Linked DNA regions of Triticum aestivum: region 1 is linked to region 2. A link is a contact called in public Hi-C data. All regions are on one chromosome and are shown on one strand. The core of a region is the stretch at or near the end of the contact, and the rest is flanking DNA. Distances in the headings are between cores, read along the strand shown. Region 1 holds the start of LOC123121618 (BTB/POZ domain-containing protein NPY1). Region 2 holds the start of LOC123124854 (arginine decarboxylase 1-like).

Region 1 (2,894 bases), core at 363-2,862, 240 kb after region 2:
CTTAAAATAAATCCAGAAAAATGGAAGCAGCAGTGTCAAGTCTATGATTAAACCATGATGGACCGGTTCCATCCAAAAAAAACTAACCATGTTAGCTCGTCTCTGGGAAACCCATATTTTGCTAACCCTAAAGTGAGCATGTACCTCACCCCAGCCTTGAACTCAAGAAAGATGTAGGCCTTTCCACGCAGGTCCTCTGTTTCCATCAGTCCACAAAGTACCGAGCATCTGATCGTGGTGACTTTCGCAAAGCCGGTAGGGTGGTGATTTGTTTAGCCACAAAGTTAAACCGCCCCCGTCGTTTGACCGAGATTCTCTGCCCCCCGTTTAACAAAAGTCCCCGCGCGATCGACCTGACACCATCAGCCCGCGCGCGCCCGGTGCCATGCCCATGCGCACCCCCCAATACATAAACGGTTGCTCCGTACGCTACGCATGGCCGCATCGGCGCCGGCCGACGGAGAGCATCATCCTGCGCTCGCTCATTGGACCGCCGTCTCTGAGCCCTTTTAACTAAAAGAACAGGGGCGGAGGACGCGCGGACACGTACCGGCGGGGGGCGCGCTGGTACGTGGCGTGCGCGCCGGCCGGCCGACGGCGGGCGGGGCGTGGAAAGGTGGCGGGCGGGCGTGGTGCGCCGGTGGGAATGCGTGACAAACCGAGGGCTACGGATGGATGGTGCTGCCACCTTTTGCTGGTTCATTAACTAATTGTTGTTCTGATACGGGCAGATGATCCTGCGCTGCGTTTTTCAAAAGTTTTTATTTGCTCGCGGGTGACGCAACTGACCTGGCCCGGTGCTTCTTGCTCAAGGAAAAGTCCAGCTTCACCGCCGTTCAAAAGGTGAACATGGAACGACTGCGTTGCGTTTGACTGAGTACTTTCTTCATCCGAAATTAGTTGACGCTCAAACGTCTACATACATCGGTTTTGATTTCGGGCGGAGGCAGTAGTATATACTCCTACAATACAACTCACAGGGAACAGAGCACTGCTGTGCATCGTTATTACTGGGCATGTTCCGTCTGTGAAACTGGAGCGCGCCGCACACGGAAAGCGACCTGTGCCGCGCTGCTGCTGCCGCTGGTAACGCTGCGCGCAGATAGATTGTTTGTTGCACCTTTTCTCTCTTTTCTTTTCTTTTCTTTTCTTTTCTACTCCCCACCACAGGGACAGAGGCACACAGGCGCTCCTCTCGCACTCGCACTCGCACACGACAGGCAGGGGCAGGGGCAGGAGCGCGCCACCCCACCCGTTTCCCTGTAAAGTTCTGCCGCACCCGCACACATCAAAAGACTAAACGGATAATTAGCCCGGCTAGATAATCCTGGGACTAAATTAACATGAAACAGTGGAAATATTATGCCTTTTCCTAACCCGAAAAGTATCATCGCCGTGTGGTTTTCATGCAGCAGCAGCTGGGGGCGAGTTAACATATTGCTAGTGCGTTGAAGCGAAGGGAAAGAAGAGCAGACGCAGAGGAAAAGGCTAGAGAGAGAGAGATACTGCTACTACCACGTCCTGCCCACCCCACGTTGAGTCATTGACATTGCGACGGAGCAAGCAGGAGGAGGAGGCGGCTTTGGCAGCCACAGAGAGCAGAGAGCAGAGCAGAGCAGCGGCCGAGGAGGAGTTAATAATACCACCACCACCCCTTCCATGGTTCACACGCCACGGCATCACCATCATTGCCGCCTCCTCCTCCCTCCCTCCATATCCCCTTCTTTAATTGCTGCTGCTGCGTTTAAGCCTCCCCCACACCAACCCAACCGCGCCTCTCTCTTCCCCTGCTGCCGCTGCGTACTGCTGGTGGGTTTTTTCGTCCGTGCTCTGCTTCCCGCTGCTTCTCTCTCGCGCCGTCCCGGGGTGCCAAGGAAGTGCATGGGAAGAAGAAGAAAACACCCAGCCTGAGCGAGCGTCAGACAGACAGTGAGGTCTTCTGCGAGGGCGTGAGGGAGCTAGAGGCTGCCCAACGGAGAGGGAGGGAGGGAGGGAGGTAGAAGATGAAGTTCATGAAGCTGGGCTCCAAGCCGGACGCCTTCCAGTCCGGCGGCGCCGACGTCAGGTCAGTCACCCTCTTCCCTTCTTTTCTTTTTTCCTTACCGCTATCTAGCGTTGCTTCCTTCCTGCTCAAACTGTTTGGTGTCTTACGTTTTTCCTTGGTCGCACCGCCGCTTCTCCGGTTCATGGCGGCGGAGCAGAACCTCTTCTCGTCCATCTCCTTCGCCTCTTGTTCTACACGTAGCTAGGCGCGTTTCCCCGCTAGATTCTTGCCACAGACGCCGTCATCCTCTTTCTTCTGCTGGCTGGTGCTTCCGGTGAGAATGAGATTCTTGCAAGCTTATTCGTGCCGTGTGCGTCCCTTTGGAAGACCAGAGCTTCTAGAATGGCGGCCGTTCGGGAACCGCTCTTCTTGCATCACCACCTTCTTACTCCGACTGTCATGCTTGCCCAGTAACCAATCTCTCCGTCTCCTCGCGCCTCTTCCTCTACCAGTTTATGTCGAGTTTTGGGCCTGGCATTGCACTTGGATCTTGGTTAGTCCCTTGTTCGATTGCTAATGCACCATATAATAACTGTTTCATTTCGAGTCACGGCGTGAGTTGACTATGGGTTCTTGGGAAGTGCAGAGTGCTAGGCTGTGTGCGCCGTTTCTATCTATCTCTACCAGTTTCTGCCTTGTCCTGTCCCCTCTGCCTGCCTTCTTTTGTTTATGCTTCCTACATGTGTGGCTCTCTACGCTTCTCTCAACTGGATCTAGCACTATGATACCACTAGTAGCAGAACGGAGTTTCTCCAACTGATCCCTCGAGCTGGCATTCCTTGTTTCTCTCGGGATTAGTTGTTCGTGTCCATCCCATTGTCTTCATCCTGCACGCTAGCCTGTTATACGG
Region 2 (2,950 bases), core at 394-2,893:
ACGTATACGCAATCATGGACATACGGCCACGCTAGTACAGTGTAATAAACTTGTAGTAGCAGCCGTGTGGAGGACACGCGGCCTGCACACGTCCCCGTTCGTACACGAGGCTGCTCGTTGCTCGCCGGCCATAGCATGGCGATACCACGAAAAAGTGCAGGAAAACAACCGATCGAGGCGGCGGTAGTGATGGCTAATGACAGGGGACGGGGTGTGGTGCTCCTTGAGGCGAGCGATGATGAAATCTGCGAGATTCCACGTACCACCGCTACCACGACTACATTCCCGTGAGTGCGACTGCCCTGCGTCTGCATCTGCGTGCATGATTGCTCATGATGCACCCCCGCAATGGCCTCGACCCGATCCTTATCTCAGACCCAGTGGAGACGATGATGGAGAACGGAGGAGGAGAGGAATGGATGATCGAGTGGAGTTCCAACCCGTCCTTGACCGAGGCCTTGACCCCCACTTTTAACCCCGCAATCATTGCCCGGCCAGGGGGGGCTTGCTTTTGGTTTTGATCCGGCTTTTTGTTTGTTTGGTCTTGTTGCCTTGTTCCTTTCCCGGTGCAAAACGCCAAGATCAGCTAGGTTACTAGACCTAGGTAGGTAGCACTGGCTCGGTACGGGACGGGGTTCGCCCGAGCATCGCGACGAAGAAGCAGGACAGTAACATCTCAGTTTTGTTTTAAAAAAAAAGGAACAGTGCATCTTTTCGGTATCTCAAGGACAGTACGGAGCTGTTTGATTCTAGGCCTAGGAGTGCCACATGTTGCCACACATTTCTTGCCACACTTGGTTAAGCGGTAATAGCACCCCAGGTACCCTAACTTGCACACAGCATGATGATTTAGTCCCAAACTTGTAAAACTTGATCACACCATACCTCAACTTGCACTTCATGTGATGATTTAGTCCCAGCCCAATCACAGCTCGACAATTGGCAGCCAGGTGGCTGGCCCGGTCAGTGTACGCACTTTTGCAGAAACCCCCTGCTGTTTTCTTTAATCAACCCGCGCTCACCTCCACGTTGTCGCTCCCCTGCTGGGCCCCGCCGCCGTCATCGCGGCCGCTGCCGCCGAGAAGCCCGAGATGGCCGCCTGGTCGGCCGACCTCTCGTCGGCGCTCTACAAGGAAATGGCGCCTGTGGTGCTCTGCCTCCTAAGTGTCATGTTCGTCGTCGGGATGGCGGACTTCAGCCGTCTCCCCGGCTGCGGAAGAGCAACGAGGATGGACCTCCAGGAGCTCGCGGTCCAGGTGCGCTACACCCTCGTCCTCAGCGCCTCCGCGGCCGCCGGGGTACTCTCCTGGCTCGGCAAGGCGGCCGACGACCTGAGCGCCGCTGGGTGGGACTGGGAGATGCGCGCCATGTTCATCGTCGGCCTCAACCTCACCTTAACCTCGACGTTCCTTGCCCTCTCCGCCCTGGTCTTGGAGCTCTCCTGCGACATCGTCGTCAACTACTGCATCGCGGCGGCGCTCGTCGGCGTGCATCTCGTTGCCGCCTGGGTTGTCCGTACTCCGTAGTCGTCTCCGGGCACTGAGAGGCTCCGTCGAGCTAGGTAGGTAGCCAAGAACGAGCCGAGCCGGTGGGACTATCTCTCTCAATTGATTGGCAGGGTTGTGGTTGTGTTCGATCTCCAAATGATGTGTCCGGCGCGCGTACGTGCCTGGACAAAGACATCAATCAATTTACTATCCTTGTTCTTAATCATAGGCCTCGGCATCGACTACGACGGGACGCACTCGGCGCAGACTGACATGTCGGTGGCCTACAGCCTGGAGGAGTACGCGGCGGCCGTGGTCGCCGCCGTCGGCCGCGTCTGCGACCGCAAGGGCGTGCAACACCCTGTCATCTGCAGCGAGAGCGGCCGCGCGCTGGTGTCGCACCACTCGGTCCTCATCTTCGAGGCCTTCTCCGCGACGGCGCCGACTTCCAACATGATGGACCCGGCCACCGCCTACCTGCTCGACGAGCTCACCGATGACTGCCGCAGCGACTACCGCAACCTCATGGTCTCGGCCGTGCGCGGCGACTTCGACACCTGCGGCCTGTACGCGGACCAGCTGAAGCGGCACTGCGCCGAGCAGTTCAAGGAGGGGGTCCTCGGGCTAGAGCACCTCGCCGCCGTGGACGGGCTCTGCGAGATCGTCGCCCGCGGCATGGGCGCGGCGGAGGGGCCGCGCAGGTACCACATCAACCTGTCCGTGTTCACCTCGCTGCCGGACATGTAGGCCATCGAGCAGCTCTTCCCCATCATCCCCATCCAGCGCCTCCAGGAGCGGCCCGCCGTGGACGGCGTCCTCTCGGACCTGACCTGCGACAGCGACGGCAAGGTGGACCAGTTCATCGGCGGCAGGAGTAGCCTCCCCCTGCACGAGCTCCCCACCCACGGCACCCGCGGCTACTACCTGGGCATGTTCCTGGGCGGCGCCTACCAGGAGGCGCTCGGCGGCTTGCACAACCTGTTCGGCGGGCCGAGCGTGGTGCGCGTCTCCCAGAGCGACGGGCCGCACTGCGAGAGAGGTTTCGTGGTCTGGAGCAGAGAGGACAAATCCATCTCGTGCAGGCAAACCTGCGAGATGTAGGCCGTGTCGTTGTCTGAACTTTCAACTCGCTACGAATTGATCACCGAAAGAAATGTCCGCGATCATCCTATACCGCGGGTTGATTCAGGGAAACAACAGGGGGTTTTCTGCAAAAGTGCGCGCGCTGACCGGTCCACCCACCTGGCAGCCAATTGGCGAGCTGTGATTGGCCAGGTACTAAATCATCACATGGAGTGCAAGTTGAGATATGGTTTGGTCAAGTTTTGCAAGTTTGGGACTAAATCATCACGTCGTGTGCAAGTTAGGGTACCTAGGGTGCTATTACCTCCTTGGTTAAGGTTAGTTCTTCAAAATGAGAGCCACAAGTTGTCAAGCCTAAGGGAATCTTGCCACACTTTTTG

Evidence for each region. Hi-C and Micro-C count contacts between places; a contact is called where the count stands out from the background.
Region 1: a contact with region 2 is called in a Hi-C map of leaf, with 9 times the contacts expected there. The contact joins the promoter of LOC123121618 here to the promoter of LOC123124854 in region 2. A contact is called at or near these places in 5 of 5 Hi-C or Micro-C datasets (leaf, root and an unstated tissue) and 1 of 1 datasets of contacts at active chromatin or transcription factors (leaf).

The regions. Positions count from the first base shown.
Region 1 is chr5D:341,632,406-341,635,299 of IWGSC CS RefSeq v2.1, forward strand. LOC123121618 (BTB/POZ domain-containing protein NPY1) reads left to right here and starts at 1,613. Exons shown (of 4, transcript XM_044541636.1): 1 at 1,613-2,065. The coding sequence starts at 2,004.
Region 2 is chr5D:341,392,209-341,395,158 of IWGSC CS RefSeq v2.1, forward strand. LOC123124854 (arginine decarboxylase 1-like) reads left to right here and starts at 1,644. Exons shown (of 1, transcript XM_044545403.1): 1 at 1,644-2,851. The coding sequence starts at 1,644. The coding sequence ends at 2,234.